2 separate regions of the Sus scrofa genome follow, and region 2 is linked to region 1. Evidence: chromatin contacts called from public HiChIP or PLAC-seq data. All regions are on one chromosome and are shown on one strand. Each heading gives the region's core, a stretch centred on a gene start, on an enhancer-like site or on the middle of the called end of the contact. The rest is flanking DNA. Distances are from core to core; before and after follow the strand shown.

The links. HiChIP or PLAC-seq counts read pairs in DNA pulled down with a chosen protein or histone mark.
Region 2: a contact with region 1 is called in an H3K27ac HiChIP or PLAC-seq map of alveolar macrophages. The contact joins the promoter of R3HDM1 here to the promoter of UBXN4 in region 1. A contact is called at or near these places in 2 of 5 promoter capture datasets (fetal liver and liver), 13 of 47 Hi-C or Micro-C datasets (alveolar macrophages, embryonic fibroblasts, fetal skeletal muscle and 6 more) and 2 of 2 datasets of contacts at active chromatin or transcription factors (alveolar macrophages and skeletal muscle).

What each region holds. Positions count from the first base shown.
Region 1 is chr15:16,204,991-16,208,093 of Sscrofa11.1, forward strand. It overlaps UBXN4 (UBX domain-containing protein 4), which reads right to left and starts at 1,521. Exons shown (of 13, transcript XM_021074795.1): 1 at 583-1,521.
Region 2 is chr15:16,412,848-16,415,950 of Sscrofa11.1, forward strand. It overlaps R3HDM1 (R3H domain-containing protein 1), which reads right to left and starts at 1,511. Exons shown (of 24, transcript XM_021075222.1): 1 at 1,490-1,511. It overlaps ZRANB3 (DNA annealing helicase and endonuclease ZRANB3), which reads left to right and starts at 1,444. Exons shown (of 21, transcript XM_021075255.1): 1 at 1,444-1,495.

The DNA.
Region 1 (3,103 bases), core at 271-2,770:
TGACCCCTGGCCCTGGAACTTTCACATGCCACAAGCGCCGCCAAAAACAAACAAAAACAGCATAAGAGAATCTAAACTACCCAAGTTCTTCTAATTAATAGCACTGCACTAAAATTTTAGCAGAATTTAAAACAATCTGAAATTCCAACTTTAATGTTAAGTGAAACTCACGTTTCAGCAACTTCGTCTTCACTGTAGTGCATAAAGCTATAGGGCTATTATCTATTTTCCCAAGTCATGAGTTAATAATGACCAAACTGCTATTAAACACAAATAGTTGAAATAATACACCTCGAATTAACGGTAGTCACAAACACTGACTTGGTTTACATAATGAGGATCAACAAAACCACAGAAGCATCTGTTTACTGAAAAATAGAAGATTTCAGTAATAAATCCCAGAGCAACTTAGGATAAATGAGTCAGTACACCTGAAACTGCAGCTATGAAACTAGGAAGACAACAAAGATAGCCAAAGCCTCTGTATCTACTTCTTCTAAACAAATGGTTAAAATAAGAAAAAGATTAGATTCTCCACCCCACCCCCCATAACATTGTTTAAAAAGTCAAACCTATAGAGACCTGAAAAGTTTGCGTCTCAGGAACGTGACATCAGGTGGTTTCTCTTTGTGGATTACCTATGACACAGCTTTCTTCCTGGCAGTCCACAACTAGTTACAAACTGCCTGCCTGGCTAATGGCCTGTCTCTCCCCGCACCTCAACACTAATGACAGCGGCTTTAAAGTTTCCCGAAGCGGGTCCTCGGAGACAGAAATCTCCAACGGGGGCGGTGGGGGTCTGTGAGCAACAACTCCGCAGGCGGCCCGGAGTAAGGCTCGGCGGGGAGCTGCGGGGCAGGGCGGGCGAGGGCCTGCTCCGCTCTTCCCCTCGCCCCGCACAGAGAGGTGACGGCGGGGCTAGGCGCGCTCTCCGGACAAGGCCGGGAGAAGCCGGTGGTGGGGGCAAAGCCCGGTGAGCTCCAAACGGACGGGGGAGGCGCTGAGAAGCCAGTCAGCACCGACAGGCCGGGCCCCTCAGCACGAGGACGAAAGGCAGGGGGCTTCTGGGGTTGGACGTAGGCCGGGGCGGGGTGGGGAATGACCCGGCCACATCTCGGGCCCTCGCCTCTTTCACCTGCCACGAACACCACGAAGACCGCGCCGCTCCTCTTGGCTGATGCGATGGCGGCCGGAATGGCGCCCTGAAACCACAGCATCGTTGCCCTCGGGCCCTATCGCTCGTTTGGTGTGTTGTCGCCGCGGTCCCGGAGCTGACCCCGCCCTCTCCGTCCTCGGGCCCCGCGGCCTCCGCAGCCGCAGCTGGTCCGCCCCCCGCCTCCGGCCCCGCACAGGCGCGCAAGCCGGTCAGAGGCCCTCTGGGACGCGCGCAAGCGCGCAGACGAGGAGCGCCCCGCGACACGTGACACCACACGTCGCCGTCGTCTAGGCACCCCGGTGACTTGTCTTGTTGGCAAGTCGGTGGGTGCGCTATCCTACAAGGCCGCAGGCCCGGCAGTCCCGGAAGTGGACGGAGGTAGTAGGAAGGATGACTAGTAGCTAAGGCGCGTCGGCGGCGCCTTCCTAAGGCATGATGGGAATTGTAGGCTTCTTAGGCTAGGTCCCTTTAACTCTGTGGAAAATATAACTGGTTTCTCGCGCACCGCTAAAGGGGCGGTAGTGAGTCACTTCACAATCTATAAAGAGGAGAAGTAGTGCTTCTCGCCGAGAGATGCCATTCTTGGCTTTATTGAGACCTTGAAAGTGGAGGAAATCGTCCCCGCCCTGAGTGGAACCCTGCCTTTGGGACGATGTAATTCTGTATTACTATTAGTGACCATTGTGAGATAGCGTGGGTGTCTCTGGGTAAGGGACTAAGTGGGCTTTGTGGGGATTCACGACAAGGCTTTGATTTCTTTTGATCTTAATTTATCAGCTCAACCTTGAAGAAAAGAACCTTTTGTAATACCATACAGAGTGTGGTACAGGGGAGGTATTGGTTCGATGCAGACCTTGAGTAATTTCCTAGTCATTGGTTAGAGATCGTTTCAAACCTCATAACACTTAGCTATGCTGTTGCCACAGTTGCTTTCTACAGTAAGTTGAAGCCAGAGAATAGATAATGATTTATTTTCCAGCTACTTTTCATTGTACTACAAAAGAAGAATTTTGTTTATGACAATATGTGATAATGTATTATAATCAAGATATGGCACTTTCTGGTAGGTTGTCATTAAAATGAAAACCGATCCATATTTAATACTTTCATGAAAGTATATGGTCTCTAATAACTATTGGCTAAAGGCATGTATGGTTTATTTACAGTTGCATACGCTCTTATATTGTACATTCTACATGACTTAAATTTCTTCTCCAGCAGTACAACCATTTGACAATCTTTGCAGGGCTAAGGAGGGGCTACATCCGAAAATACCCATTTTCTACAAATATTTAACCTAAAAATAGCTAACATTCCAATTTTTATTTACTTTTTTCCAACCAGGCCTCACATATAGTGTTATTATAAACAAACATAATGCTGATTATAGACAGTAATCTTACAGATAGTTGCTGCTTATATAGGACACTGTTGCTCAGGAAGAGTTAGAGTTGATCTTTAACATCAACTTTAAATGGATTCCTTAAAATTCGATTAATGTATATACCCTTGCAGTGGAACGATTAATTATTCCTAGTGTTAGAATTAAATATTAGGAGAGTTCCTGCTGTGGCTCAGCAGTAACAAACCTGACTAGTATCCATGAGGGTGTGGATTTGATCCCTGGGGCTCACTCAGTGAGTTAAGGATCCCATGTTGTCTTGAGCTGTGATGTAGGTCCCAGACATGGCTCGGATCCCATGTTGCTGTGGCTGTGGTGTAGGCCAGCAGCTACAGCTCTGATTCAACTCCTAGCCTGGAAACTTCCATATGCTATGGGTGGGGCCCTAAAAAGACAAAAAAAAAAAAAAAAAAAAAAAAAAAAAAGAGAGAGAGAGAAGAATCATTCATAGCCTTTCACTTATTCATCAATTATGTATTGCTTACCTGCTATGAACTAGGCCCTGTACCTGGCATTGATAAGGAGATGAGGCAAGCAGATGGAGG
Region 2 (3,103 bases), core at 261-2,760, 210 kb after region 1:
TTAGGCAGACCATAACCATACATAAAAAAACTTTTTTTTCTGAAAAATCTTATTAGAAAAATCATCTGCTATTTACTAAGCCTTACTATTTTAGAAAGCTCCTCTTTGCCTTTTACTTAACTGACTCGCTAGCCCAATTATAGATGGGACATGACAGCCTTCAAGTTTCTGCATAAAAGCAAGCTCAAAGAACAGAGGCACTCTCCTTCGCACCTAGCAACAACAATAACACAAAAAAGAGAACAACGGCAAAAAACTTCAACCACACAGGGAATTGGAGGGAGAACCTAAGGCTCAACCCTAACGTGTGTAAATCTGATCTCCGAGATCCGTGGCGTTGACAGTCATTCAACTTTCTTTTTAATAGCCCCACTGTGCTTTTTCTGGTACCACAGGCAAAATGTACCACCTCACCTTTCACCAACCGGTCGTAACGCTTTATTTCCTTTTTAAAAATTCTCGGGGTTGTAAGGCCAGGGGCCGCGGCCGTGTGGTGGGCCGATGAGCCCGGGGTAGCGGCGCCAACCACCCGGGAAAGCAGAGCCACTCACGGCACCGCTCCTGGCAGGCCTTCTGTGGCTGGTTCCCGAGTCCCTGGGGCTGCAAGGGCAGCAGCAGCAGCCAAGGCAGGGACTCGGGAACCTTTCCCCTGCCTCCTCCGCTAGGCCTCGAGGGGTTTGCTTTTCACATGGCCCCCGGGTGGGGGCGGTGGGCGCAAGGTAGTGGATGCAGTTGCAGCCGCAGCGGCCGACCAGACTAGCCAGGACGCCCTCGGAACCAGACCTCCCCGCGGGCTGGCAGCAACAGCACCTCAGCGGGGCCCTGGCTGGAGCGCCGACCGCTCCGCGGGGAAGGCCACCTTCTCACACACATCTCTCCCCTGCCTGCCTTTCTCCGTTAGCGCTACCGGTTGGCGGGCGGGGGAGGGGAACAAGGCGCGTTATTCCCGGGGAGCTGGAGGGGGGAGGGGAAGGCATCTCTTACCCGCGTTACTGAGAAGGAGGAGGAGGCGGCTGGAGCGCGGCGCGGCGGGGCGACGGCGGGGCTGGGTGGGTGCAAGTAAGAGTCTTACGAAAGGGAATTAACCCCATCACCAGCCCGGACACCGGCTCCAGCAGCAGCCGCGGCTGGCGGAATCCCGCCCCTTCCCACCACGCACTAGCCCCGCCTCCTCGTTCTCTTTGAGGGGCAGTCGACAAATCATAGGTTGTATATTCTCGGAGTGATAGGAGGATCATCCAATCACGCCTGAAAAAAATGCCTTCTCTCCACCCCTTTCTCTCCTATCGGCCGCGGGAGAGCCTAGCCAAGTCTTTCTCCACCCTCAAGGGAAAAAGAGCCAATCGGCGGTAAGAATCCGCCCTTGAAGGACACAAAGGACAACCAATGGTAAAACTAAAAGGACAGCCATTTTGCCCACTTGTAAAAGAGCCACCTTTTCCCACGAGTTGGAGCCTGAGGTGGGGGAGTTCTGGGAGTTTTTACTGACCTGGAGGTATTGGAGAGACAACCATATTTCTTCAAGGAGTATTTATAGTGCTTTATAAGAGTAAAGGAAAATTTTCATCCTCCATGTGGTGGAAGTGAGAAATGCCGTTTAAGGGCTTGGCTCCTCCCCTCAGCGGTAACGGGTTCTAAGTCGAACACCTGGTTTATTCAGCCTCTGTGAGGAAAGGCGGGGTGATTGCCCTTTTCGGCCAGCAGCCAACTACAGCTCCCAGTGTGCTTTGCTCCTGCCTATATTCTTTCATCGGTTTGCTTGCAGCGGGGCCTGACGGGAATTGTAGTTCCCGGGAGGTACCCATGAAGCCTCTTTGGCCAATGAGAAAGGACAAACTTTTGAATGATTTGGAGTTTGGGGCGGGGAACTAGTTGCTAAGCTGTGGCGAAGCCTTTTTGCCGTCCTAATAGAAGAGGGAAGGGATGGAAAAGAAGGTAGTCGGGGAAGAGTCTTTTCAGAACGCCGTAGGGGTTTTAAATGCTGGTGTTTGAACTCTCTTACTTTCAGTTTGTCCCTTTGAAGTCACTTCCGCTTTGGGGCGGACACATGCCAAACCTGTGGCGGGAGTTGGAGATTCTACAGCGAATACACCAGGTGTGGCGGTCTGGGAGTGGCATGGCGGGCAAGTCGGAAGTTTCTTGCGTGAAAGAGAGGAAATTAAATGGAATTTAATTGCATTTTAGAAAGAGTGGGTGAAATGGGATGGGGCTACTTCCCAAGGGCTGAATGCCAGTCTTCAATTCCAGAGACTTCAATTTCCTGTCTTCTGACCTGCTCAGTATTATATTACACCCATTTACTTGTGATGGGTGTTTCTGTGGCCTTTTTCACATCTTCAGTTTGGCTAAAAACTGCCCAGAAATTCTGAGCTAACTCCTCCTACTTTAACGAACAAACTTTTAAAGGCTGGTTCAAAGGAGAAAAGCTACAGAAGGGATTGATAGTCAATAATGGGCCTTTTGGGAATTCCTGTCCTGGCTCAGTGGTTAAGGAACCCGAGTAGTGCCCGTGACGCGCGTTCCAGCCCTGGCATCGCTCAGTGGGTTAAGGATCTGGAGTTGCCCTGAGCTGTGGTGTAAGTTGCAGATGAGGCTTGGATCCCGCCTTGCTGTGGCTGTGGCATAAGCCTGGCAGCCTCAGCTCCCATTCGACCCCTAGACTGGGAACCGCCACATGCCCCGCGGTACAGCCTTAAAAAGACAAAAACCAAAAACCAAAAAACCTGAAGAATGGGCCCATTAGTTTCTTCTTCTTCTCCTTTTTTTTTTTTTTTTTTTTAATGTAAAGCATTCATTAAACAAGTGCCCACAGGGTACCACCTATAATAACACTGATGAATATAAACATCATTGTAAAGTCTTTGGAGCCCATAAGCTTAGCACATCAGACCCTGCCTAGTTAATGCGCCTTTGGGATGTAAAGTTAAGTATATTCTTGCTGTTGGACTCTCCTTTGGGAGCCTTTGGAGACTCTTTGAAATAATGAGATGCAGAAGGTATTAACAGGAAAAGCCTTTCAGCAAGTTACTGTTGTGGCTCAGCAGGATAAGAATCCGACTAGTATCCGTGAGGTTGCTTGTTCAATCCATGGCCTCGTTCAGTG